2 separate regions of the Triticum aestivum genome follow, and region 2 is linked to region 1. A link is a contact called in public HiCAR-type data. All regions are on one chromosome and are shown on one strand. The core of a region is the stretch at or near the end of the contact, and the rest is flanking DNA. Distances in the headings are between cores, read along the strand shown. Region 1 holds the start of LOC123087953. Region 2 holds the start of LOC123082970.

Evidence for each region. HiCAR-type assays count read pairs that join an accessible place to other places.
Region 2: a HiCAR-type map of leaf shows a contact between it and region 1, with 4 times the contacts expected there. The contact joins the promoter of LOC123082970 here to the promoter of LOC123087953 in region 1. A contact is called at or near these places in 1 of 5 Hi-C or Micro-C datasets (leaf) and 1 of 1 datasets of contacts at active chromatin or transcription factors (leaf).

Annotation. Positions count from the first base shown.
Region 1 is chr4A:663,339,895-663,345,654 of IWGSC CS RefSeq v2.1, reverse strand. It overlaps LOC123087953, which reads left to right and starts at 3,503. Exons shown (of 1, transcript XM_044510070.1): 1 at 3,503-4,263. The coding sequence starts at 3,691. The coding sequence ends at 4,029. LOC123084220 reads left to right here and starts at 4,567. Exons shown (of 9, transcript XM_044505940.1): 1 at 4,567-4,571; 2 at 4,899-5,280; 3 at 5,433-5,539; 4 at 5,638-5,760. The coding sequence starts at 4,567.
Region 2 is chr4A:663,484,578-663,490,337 of IWGSC CS RefSeq v2.1, reverse strand. It overlaps LOC123082970, which reads right to left and starts at 4,173. Exons shown (of 1, transcript XM_044505146.1): 1 at 3,260-4,173. The coding sequence starts at 4,025. The coding sequence ends at 3,693. It overlaps LOC123082971, which reads right to left and starts at 1,375. Exons shown (of 1, transcript XM_044505147.1): 1 at 881-1,375. The coding sequence starts at 1,309. The coding sequence ends at 932.

The sequences.
Region 1 (5,760 bases), core at 2,254-4,753:
TCGCGTTCTGAGCATCCAAGAGTCATTGTGGATTGTCGGGTGAACGAAGTCTGTGAAGGTTCGGAAGTCTACCTTGAAGACTTACCAGAGTGATTGGGCGAGGACTGGGTGTCCTTAGCTCAAGGGGAATAAGGTGAAGACACGGTCTTCTGAGTTGAATCTCAGCCTCCCTAACTAGACGTACAATTGTCACAGCAACTGGAACTGGTCCAACAAATCCTGTGTCTTCAACAAGTGACTGGTTCTATCTCTTCCCTCCTTTACTTTGAGTTTGTCTTCGTGAAGTCATTGCTTATCTGTCTTATCTGATTGACTTCATTGCTTGACTACTATTGTTGATTGGCTTCATACTATCTTCCATCCTGATCCTTACTACCTAGCTGTTGTTAGTCTTCGTACGTTACCACTATTGCATACTTGACTATGGCTTGCTTTGTGTAGTTTATCTTCCGCTGCATATCAATTAGGTCATTTCTATTGTTTATCTTCGAAACTTCCACGTTTTGAAGACTTTGATAAAAATCGCCTATTCACCTCCCCCCCCCTCTAGTCGATAACTAGCACTTTCATTGTTGAAGGTCATTCTCCCCCGGTGAACTTCGTGGTCAATGGGCGACACTACAACAAGGGGTACTATCTAGCTGATGGCATCTATCCGAGATGGTCGACATTTGTGAAGACTATCTCAAACCCTGTGCCAGGAGGCAAGAACGCCTTCTTTGCGAAGGTTCAGGAGGCTTGCAGGAAGAATGTGGACCGGGCATTTGGTGTGCTCCAATCTTGATTTGTTGTTGTCCGGTACCCTGCTCAGACCTGGTCGAAAGATCAAATGTGGGAGACCATGACTTGTTGTGTCATCTTGCACAACATGATCATTAAGAGTGAGCAGGAAGAGCCAGTGTTTGACACATAACCATATTACAGGCAGGGTCCTTTTGCCCAAGTTGATCACCAGCTACCGGCAACCTGGACTGACTACCTCAATATGAGTCAGGAGATCCAAGACCCACAGGTGCATCAAGAACTGCAACACGATCTGGTGGAGCACCTATGGAGGCTCAAAGGCAATGCCGGGGCGACGCCAGGAATGACGTGTGATGAAACTTGAGTTGTTATTTGTTGAACTATATAATTTGTATTGAACTATTTGATTTATATTGATTTTTTATGATGAACTATGAAGGCAAAAACAAGCCGAACCACGCCAAACTATGTGATGAACTAATTGATTTCTATTTATATGGGAAAATTCACACCGAAACACGTCGAATATGGGCCGATTCACGCAGATATCGAGCCGTTTTTTTGACAAAATTAGGCCGGATAATAGGCCGAAATCGGCGCCTGGGGGGACGGCTGGGTGCCCTACCGCCCCCAGAACCCGGGGAGGTCCTATACAGTGCTGCAGGCGCCCGTTCGCGCTTCTTGCGCGTGCAGCGCCCAGTGCTAGGCCGGCCCACGAAACATGCAGACCAGCGAACGCAAAAACTTCAAAAAAAGAACACAAGAAATATTGCTCTCTACAGGTTTCAAACTCACCATATCCGGTTCACGTACAGGTGCCACCAGCCACTCGAGCTACATGCCATTTGTGGTTAGTATCAGAGGCAAATGCGTAATAACAAGGACGCAGCATTTGCTCGGACCCCGTCGTTGTTCGTCTATGTTCGTGTGTTTTTGGTTTGGATCCTTCCGATCTACGTTATTTTTCATCGGCGGCGGTTGCTGTTCTGGGGTGCTGGTCCTATGGGGCCTTAGCACGACGACTTCCCGACTGTCTACTACAACAAGTTGTGCCCGGCTCCGGTGATGGAGGGGCGATGACGGCGACACGCCTTCGGCTCGCTTCGGTGCTTGTAGTCGTCGCTAGGTGGTCTACGGATCTGGATGTAATTTTTAATTTCTAGTGTTCGTTGTACTGCCATGATTGAAGATGAATAGATTGGAAGTTTTTTCGCAAAAAAAAAACAAGGACGCAGCACTATGTTATTGCACAGAACAATTTATCTAATTGAAAGAAGTTCACTAATTCAAGAAAAAGTTCATGAATTTGGAAAAGTTCACTAATTCCAGAAAAGTTAACAAATTTAAAAAAGTTCACAAGTTTGAAAAAAGTTCATGAATTTTTCGAAAAAGTTCATGAAATATAAAATAGTTCAAGAAAATTAAAAAAGTTCATCGATTTTCAAAAAGAGCTCATACATTTGAAAAAAGTTCATCGATTTTCAAAAAGAGCTCATACATTTGAAAAAAGTTCATCGATTTTCATGAAAGTTCACAAGTTTTGAAAAAAAGTTCATTGATTTTGATAAAATTCATCGAACTAGAAAAAAGTTCGTTGAATTTGAAAAAATAGTTCATCAAATTCAAAAAAGGTTCAAGAATTGGAAATAGTTCATCGATTTTACCAAAAAATAGTGAAAATTGACAAAAATTCACGCATTTATCATTTATCAAAAAGTGTACGAATAAAGGAAGAAAATAAAATAAAAAACCAAACAAAATCGTTCGAAAAAAACAGTAAGTAAATGAACTCAAAAGAAGGCAATCAGTCAAGCCTGAGGTAGGTGGCTCGGTGGTTGTCGCGGCGTTCTCGAAACCAGCAGGTCGCTGGTTCGAATCCTGCCTACATCACTGTTTTTCTCGATTTATTAAAATGAGAACACCATAAAATGGGCCGGCCCCCACATGAGCTGAGACCAAATGCACGTTAACCGGCACCTGCAGCTTCAAATAGGACTTGCCCTCGGGAGGCAACCGCGGCTGGAGATGGCTCTTATCCCAGCCGCCTCACTCGACGGATTGATCACGGGCAACTGGGATAGTAGCACTAGCGCTCAAGCTGAGCTTAATATATTGACCCTTTTTTCCTGGGCTGATCAGATCAGATCACTCTACGGACGTAAACTAATCAATTACTGGCGTGACGCCACCGCCCCACATGAGCTGAAACCAATTTCTTCGAAAAAAATGAGTTGAAACCAAACCACACGGACTAGGAGACGTGCAACGCATGGAGCAACAAGCAGTTTTGCGGCAAACCATACCAGCTGCGTGTTTGCGGATGCCGGACGTTTCTTCTACTTTGCCGATCGAGTTGCACGTTTTGAACAAGAGTCGCCGCCGCCATCGCGGCAACGGAAAGCAGTCTCTCCGTGGATCGCCGCATCCACCGATCGATCTCGTCCGTCCGTTGGTCGCCGCGGGCCGTACGACACGGGACCTTTCGCCTTCGCCGTGGTGCACCGAGGTATAGCATCCGATTCGTCCGGCGTTCACATCTGTTGGTTCGTTCTGCACGCATTTCTCCCATACAAAAAACACGGAGGCCCTTTAATTTTCTCCCGTCCTTTCGACCCGCCGTGTGCTTTCTTCTTCTACCATGTTCTGTCTGATGAGAAGGCGGTACGTCGCTACGGAGATACTGGCTGCTTGCTTTGCTTCCCCGCCGTCGCGTCGTGTGCGCGTCTCTTATACGCCCTTCACTCCGTCCCCGGCCCCCTGTCTGTCACTCCTTATCTGTCTTTTCCCGCCCTTCCGATTTAGTCCCGCCTGCCTTCTCCATCCACACCCACACCCAGCCCAGCAGCAGAGCACACACCTTCTCTCTCACACACACCCCTCTGAGCTCGACCAACCACATCATCTCCAACTCAACAAGTACTACAACGAGAACGACAGGCAGTCTCCATGGACGCGATGGAGTCCTCGTCGCCCTACTCGCTGCGCCAAAAGCTGCGGACCACCGTCTGCGGCTGCTTCGGATCACCGTCGTCGCCGGTCAGCAGCGCGGGGAGGCCGCACACCGGCGGCGGCAGGGCCAGGTGGAGGCGGCGCATGGCGGCCACGGGGGTGTTCCGGTACGACCCGCTGAGCTACGCGCTCAACTTCGACAACAGCGGTAGTGACGGCGGCGAGCGAGACACTAAGGACACCGCCTTCCACTTCCAGTACAGGAACTTCAGCTCGCGCCTGCCGCCCTTGCCGACACCGACTGCCGGGCGTGCCACCACGGTCGCCATCGCCTGAACTGAATCATAGTAGCAACCGTCGTTTATTACTTCTGTAGGTTCTGTCTCTCTGATTTCGTAAGCGATTCAGTAGCCAGTAGCAGCATACGTGGTACGTATAGGATTTTTTTGGGGTCAGTTTACCAGTGCAATATCCCGGTTGTTCCCCATGGAACCCAAGTACTTGTACAAGAATAATAAGCATTTGAACAATGGGTTTGTCTTCTGCTAGATGAACTGTGAGGGAAATTTACATCTCCTCCCCCTTTTCTCTTTGAAAGTTTGTTTGGTAGCGTGGTTGGCAGGGCGTCCGCTGCATGGGTGGAGGGGGGCAGTGCAAACAGAAAAGAAATTCCGGGTTTTACAATTTGGCGGCTACATGGGAACCTTTTTTTTTCTAATTATTTGCTGAGTTGTTCTTCTGCTACTCCCATGAAGTCTGAAGCTACCCGCGTGTTGACGACTACGTCAAGTGCAGTCGAATGAGTACACCCTCATTGCACCGGCGACCACCTATAGGGGTGTCGATCGAGGATGTTGGGACCGGCCACGACAGATGCTGTAACTATCGGAGAGGGAATGCTGTGGTGGGTGGGCTGCACTGCAATGGCGACGATCTCGTGCTCGATCGCCTGAAGCGGGGACAACGGGTGCTACAAGGGGCAACGACGAGTGCTACGAAAAGGATATAGTGGTGATGCGAGCGGCGAGCATGCTGCCTCCCGTGGCAGCCGGTGTTGCTGAGGTCGAAGACCAACGCTCGGTTGCGATGCGGGCCCGCGTCCCCCTTTTCTTTTCCCAGTGTGGAGCGCACATGCAGCAGAGAGGCCCAGTCGTGCGTGTGAAGGGGTTGACTTGATCCAACGACTCTAATTGCCGGAATCCAAGGGCTCGGGAGGTGATCGATCTAGAATCTAGTCGGTCGACCGGCGCAAGAGTGCTACCCCTAATATCGCGATGCAACGGCCGAAGGCGCGAACGGACGCAGCTGGCGCCACGCCTCAGCCCACCGCCACCACCACCCCACCCCTGCTCCTCTGCCAAAGAAGAGCATTTCTTTCCTTCCCTTCGCCGGCGCGTCTCCAGGCTCCAGGCTGCAATTGCTTTGCAGCTCCTTGTCGGCATCGCGGTCAGAGCCGGGGCGGCTTCCTGCTCCTCCTCCCCGTCGCTTCATCCCCCACGCGTCCCCTGCCGCCTTGGCCGCAGCCCGGGCCTGCCGCTGCCGGCTCGCCGGGTGGCCGTCGCTGCGGCAGCTATCGCCCTCGACCCGGTACGTACATACCTACGCCACTAGCCGATTCTAATCTCAGGGAAAGCAAGGGAGAAGGGACGCGTAGTGTGTGCTAGAAAAAAGGGGGAGCGATTGCATACAAGGTGTTTGATGTTATGCCAAGGTGAAACTGACGCTCACTATGCGAACAGTTTCAGGAGATCAAAACCGAGCTGAATGACGCCTCAAAAACTGAGGTGTTCGCATGCCCTGTTTGCTATGAACCGCTGATAAGGACAGGGCCGCCAGGCATGAACCTGTACGTCTAAAGTTCATGAGTTACGTTCTTTCATCTCTCATGCATATCTGTTGGCTGGATTAAGATTTATGTTGTTTTGGATTCTACGTGTGTCCCAGGCCAGCGATTTATAGGTCCGGATTCAAGTGTTCAAAATGCAACAAGTCATTCATCAGCAAAGATGTCTTCTTGGATCTCACTGTCACCTCAGGAATGAAAGAATACAGTGAACTCAAGCCTGC
Region 2 (5,760 bases), core at 2,924-5,423, 140 kb before region 1:
AGAGTTTCCACTTTTCTCAGTATGTGACAATCGGCGCGAAAGCTCCACTCGTGAGCCGTGACAAACTATACGAGCGGATAGTAAAAAATAGAAGAGCTAAAACTAGAGAGATCTCTATTACGTCTATTAGTCGCTCGTAAAATAAAGTTAGTCATGCTCTTCCTGCTTATGGTAGAAGTACCCCTCCGTACTACCGTATGGCTGGGTTCGGTTATGCTCAACATTGTAAACTTGGTTCTGGCTGATTTGCCTCCTTGAGTAATAGAAATTTCACTTTTTCTTGCAAAAAAAAAGAGGTGGCTCAATATTTTTTTATTGTTCCCAAGTAAAAAGAGAGAGAGAGAGAGAGAGAGAGAGAGAGAGAGATTTTTGACTGTTGGCCCTCCGTCCGTGAATAAGGGTACATCTAGATTTTGTTCTAAGTTAAAGTTTTAAAACTTTGACCAATTTTATAGAAAAAAGTGACAACATTTATGACACTAAATTAGTATAACTAGATTCGTTTTGAAATGTAGTTTTATAATGTACCAATTCGATGTTATATGTGCTACTATTCTTTTATATAAAATTGGTCAAAATTTTAAAATTTTGACTTAGGACAAAAGCTATATGTACACTTATTCATGGACAGAGAGAGTGCTGGCTAATCCTTTGCACTACCCTTTTTACATCGTTGGATGCTCGCAGCCCTAGGATGGCGACGGCAGATGATTCCACCCGCCACCAACCCAGTTCTTCATCCAAAAAATCTCAAAGAAAAAAGGGAAACCTTTTCCCGACCAAACCAATTCTCCATCTCCGAGTAAACTACATACATGTATCGGCTGCCTCGCATTGAGAACCGATTGGTACATTAAAATTGATTCATTGATTTCCTATATGTATGTATACATGATGTTACGCGTACACTGCTACTGCTAACTATACCTCGCTACGTACGATTTCCCCGGTGGTATAAACTGCTTTTACATAGTGAAGAAGAAAATTCAGAGGGACAGAGGGCCATGGCGACGGCTCGGGAGGCCGGCACCGGCAAGGGCGGCAGGCGCGAGCTGAAGTTCCTGTACATGTAGGTCGCATCCTCTGCTTCCGCGCCGTCGTCGAAGTTGAGCGCGTAGCTGAGCGGGTCGTACCTGAACTCCCCCGCGGCCACCACGCGTCGCCTCCACCTGGCCCTTCCGCCACTATGCGGCCTCTCCCCACGGCTGCCGGGTGACGATGGCGAGCCGAAGCAGCCGCACACGGCGGTCCGCAGCTTGTGGCGCACCGCCGGCGGCGAGTATGGCGAAGTGGACTCCATAGCGTCCATGGAGTCTGCCTTGATGCTACTGTGCTTCAGCCGGTAGAAGCTAGGGATGGATGTGGGTTGTCAGAGTTGTGGGGTGTGTGACAGTGTGCCCTGCTGCTGGAGGGGACACTGTATGGTATAAGCCAAAAATTGAAGTAAAAAGCACATATTCAGAAGGGTTTTGGTTTTTCTGCCTAAGTGAAAAGCTGCAAAAGCAGAAATAAAAGCTCAAACAGACAGAGCTTGTCCAGCCCAAGCGTGGTTTGCTTCCGAGCTCTCTCTGAGAGTAAAATAACGAGATCGGTACTATTCTCAGAGCGCGGCTTTGTCGTCGCTCCTCATCTGCCAAATCGGCAAATCGCAGAACAATCCAAACTTGGCTCGATCCTTTCCACTCTCGCTATCCTCGAAACGAACCGGAGAGCACACGGAATCCCACATGGTCGCCGGGCCTCTCTAAGAACATGGTTAATAATACAACCAACGGTCGGCTATAAGAATTTGTCATGTCATTTATAGCCAACCTCTTAGCTGGCATATACAATAGTAAGTTTTAAATATGTACTAGTTTATCAATAGTTGGCCCACCTTACATCCTCATAAAGTGTCTTGAGTCTCGTGTTGCAGCTGGCAGTGGCGGAGCCAAAAATTTTGTGGAGCCTGGGCAAGTTGAGCACAAGTGTATAATCTGGAAATCTAAAACCGGGTATTTAAATACACAACATATAATACAACACAAAACTTTTGAACCACAAATCCTCATTAAAAATGAAATGAAAACATAAACGTAATAGTCTAACAAAATAAAGTTCAATAGAGTAAATAAAGATGAGACTTGAAAACAGAGGCAAACTCGCCATGTTTCCAACAAAAGTAAAGTTGTCCATACCAATTGTCATTGTGCAATTTCTTTCACCATGATCAAAAGCATCTCTGATTTGTTCATTTTTGTCACAAGAAAAACATATAATCATCTTTGCATAAAGGTGAACTCGCCATGTTGCCAAAGTCCTAAAAGACACTACAAGATAAAAGAATGAATTTGTAACTGAAATTAATTTAGTTGTGGGATGTGAATATATTCAAAATAGTAAGTTTGCAAGAATAGAGATGGTCAGATGGAACATACCAATAGTGCGCTAAAGAAAATTACGAGGCAAATGCCCTTTCCGAGACTTCATTGCAGTAAATGTTTGAACATCCTTATCATCAACTGATTTGAATAACTCCCACTTGGTGTAGCAGCATATCATCAAGTCATTGAACCATTCATTATTGGTTCTCCTCTCTCTCCTCTTCTCTCTCTTTCAACTAAGCAAAAATATACTCCCTCCGTCCGAAAAAACTTGTCATCAAAATTGATAAAAATGGATGTATTTAAAACTAAAATACATCTAGATACATCCCCGTTTATCCATTTTGATGACAAGTATTTTTCGGACGGAGGTAGTATTATTCTATTTCTTATAGTCAGCTTATCTCATCCTATTGTACTTGCTCTAACCCAATTCCCCACATGTCACGCATATTTATTGTAGTGTTAGGCCAGTCCGATACTAGTATGTGTCCATATGTAGCTGTCGATTGTTTTTTGAGAACATAAAGTGGATCCAAGCAGTCCATATGTAGCTGCCTGGGCTCGTTTCAGTGGAACCGAGGCCCTCCCCTGTTTTCCTGACAGAATAGAAAGAAAGAAAACAAGAAAGAAAGAAAGAAAGTGCAGAGGAAGATTTTTCTTGGTATGTGACAATCGGCGCGAAAGCTCCACTCGTGAGAGCTGACAAGCTACACGAGCGGATAAGCCAGTGGAGCTGGCTCTTCAAGATTTTTCTTCCCGCGTGTGTGCGGTCGATTCGAGTTTTTTTTTACTGTTCGCTACTCGCAAATCCTTTGCAGCACCCTTTCACCCACGTACAGTAGTACGTACTCCCTCTGTAAACTAATATAAGAGCGTTTAGAACACTACTTTAATAATCTAAACGCTCTTATATTAGTTTACGGAGGGAGTACATCGTTGGATACGCGCAGCCCACACGGTGGATGGCGACGGCAGATGATTCCATTTCCACCCACCACCAACCCGGCCAAGGTTTAACTTCCTTCACAGTTCATCATCCAAAAGAAAAGGAAGCCTTTTCCCGATCAAACCAATTCTTCATCTTGCATTGAGAACCGACGGAACACTAAAATTGGTTGATCGATTCCTATTATCCTATATGTATACACTATACAATGATGCTACTGGTACACTGCCGCTACATCGCTGCGATTTGCACGGCCGTATAAAATGCTTTCACAGAGTTAATACAGTTTCACTTGGAGAAGAAGAAGAATCAGAGAGACAGAAAGGTACAGAAGCAGCAAAGGACGGCCGACAGCTACTTGTACGATTCGATTGGCGACTTCAGGCGATGGCGACGGCTCGGGAGGCCGGCGCCGGCGAGGGCGGCAGGCGCGAGTTGAAGTTCCGGTACGGGAAGGCCGCGTCCTCTGCTTCCGCGCCGTCATCGCTGCCGCTGGCGCCGTCGTCGAAGTTGAGCGCGTAGCTGAGCGGGTCGTACCTGAACTCCCCCGCGGCCGCCACGCGCCTCCTCCACCTGGCCCTGCCGCTGTTTTGTGGCCTCTCCCCGCCGCTACCCGGCGACGACGGCGAGCCGAAGCAGCCGCATACGGTGGTCCGCAGCTTGTGGCGCAGTGACGGTGGCGAGTAGGACGAAGAGGACTCCACAGCGTCCATGGAGTCTGCCTCTGTCTTGGTGCTAGTGTGCTTCAGCTGGTAGAAGCTAGAGATGGATGTGGGTTGTCGATCGAGTTCTGGGGTGTGTGACGGTGTGCTCTGCTGCTGTAGAAGATAGGCGGAGGTGGGCAGGACTAAATAGGAAGAGTGGAAAAAAGACTGGACCAAGACAGGGGCCGGTGACGGCGTGAAGGGTAAGAGACGCGGGGAAGCAAGCAAGCAAAGCTATCGCCGTAGCGCACGCGTGCGGTTAGACGTGAGGGTGTTCTGGGGATTTCGCGGGGCTTCGCTGCCGTTGGGACGGGAGGGAGGAGGGCGATGGCAACGGTCGGTCTTCGTGCAAGCTGTCGCAATGCACAGAGAGAGAGACAGCTGACCGTGGCAACAACGGTAACAGTGGTAGCTTAGCTGCAAGTGCAGCTCAGACCTTCGTTCAGTGCACTTATACAGGCTTTGGTTCTCTTTTTGTTTACCATAATTGGCCGTTGTTGTCTTTCAAGTGTCAAACAGCTGGTACTCTTATTTTTTTTTCCTCGAAGAAGAAACACTTGGCACTTTTCTCTCTTTTAAAGGAGATCAACATCTGATCCTCACGCGGACGTACGCTATGGCTCCATTCACTTACTACATTCGCATCATACAGAAAAGAGCACGATAAAAAGCACTGACACGGCCGACCGAATAGGATGCCAAACCTCCCGGCCTGGTGAAAGTGTTTCGTTCGATCCACGTCAGCCTTTTATAATTCCTGTGACAGCGACGGCGACTCTGCTCGAGTGAGCGCTCGGTCAAAACGTGCAGCCCGCAGGAGAAGCAAACTATCCTGCCTCCATGCAAGCGCCGTTGGTTTGGTTTTGCTGGCACCCTCCACGTAGCCTGCAGAAGCAACCAACACAACACGGAACATCCCGTGCGTGTTCCACACGCCCAATGCACATACTCTTCCGTTCTGAAAAGTCAAACTTTACAAATTTTGACTAGATTTACAAAGAAACCTATTTGTATGTACAATATCAAATATATGCAATATGAATATATGGCTTGTGATGTATCTAAAGATATGTATTTCTTATTCTAGATGTACATGTTTTTCTTTGTAAACTTGGTCAAAGTTTATGAAGTTTAACTTTTTTCTAAAAAATATACGCACTACATTGTGAAATGGAGAGAGTAGTATCGTACAGTAGTACAGTACTACTAGAGCAGGATAATGCTAGCTTCAGCCTTCGGGCTTGAGCACGTGAATGTTGCACCTTGCATGGTGGCAACATCCAATCATTTGGATCACAGGGTTCTCAACCGATTTGATCTGATTAGTCCGGCAATGGTGTTGTGCCCATTCTATGAATCACACGATGCTCTTGCAAAGTCGGAGCCTCGAAGAATATATCAAGCTCAACCTTTTTCTGGACCCCCACCAGAAGTTTCTAACCAAGCGAGTTAGATCGTCACGAACTGTCAGGGGTTGTTTGAACACTCCAACTACATAAATTGGGAGAGCCTAGTAGATTTGATTATAACCTCTCTGGCCGCTTACGAGAGCGTTCAAATGTTGTGTCCAAGTCAACTGGTTTCTGAAGAGTAACCTGCACACGAATAGACTATTGCAGCCCATCCAAGAAGCGAGTAACATAGTGCAAAGCAACAGGGGTTGTCTCATAGGTAGATAACTTATCATATAATTCAGAGAATCGCTCAACATAATATTCTAATGTACTTGTCTCATTAATATGAA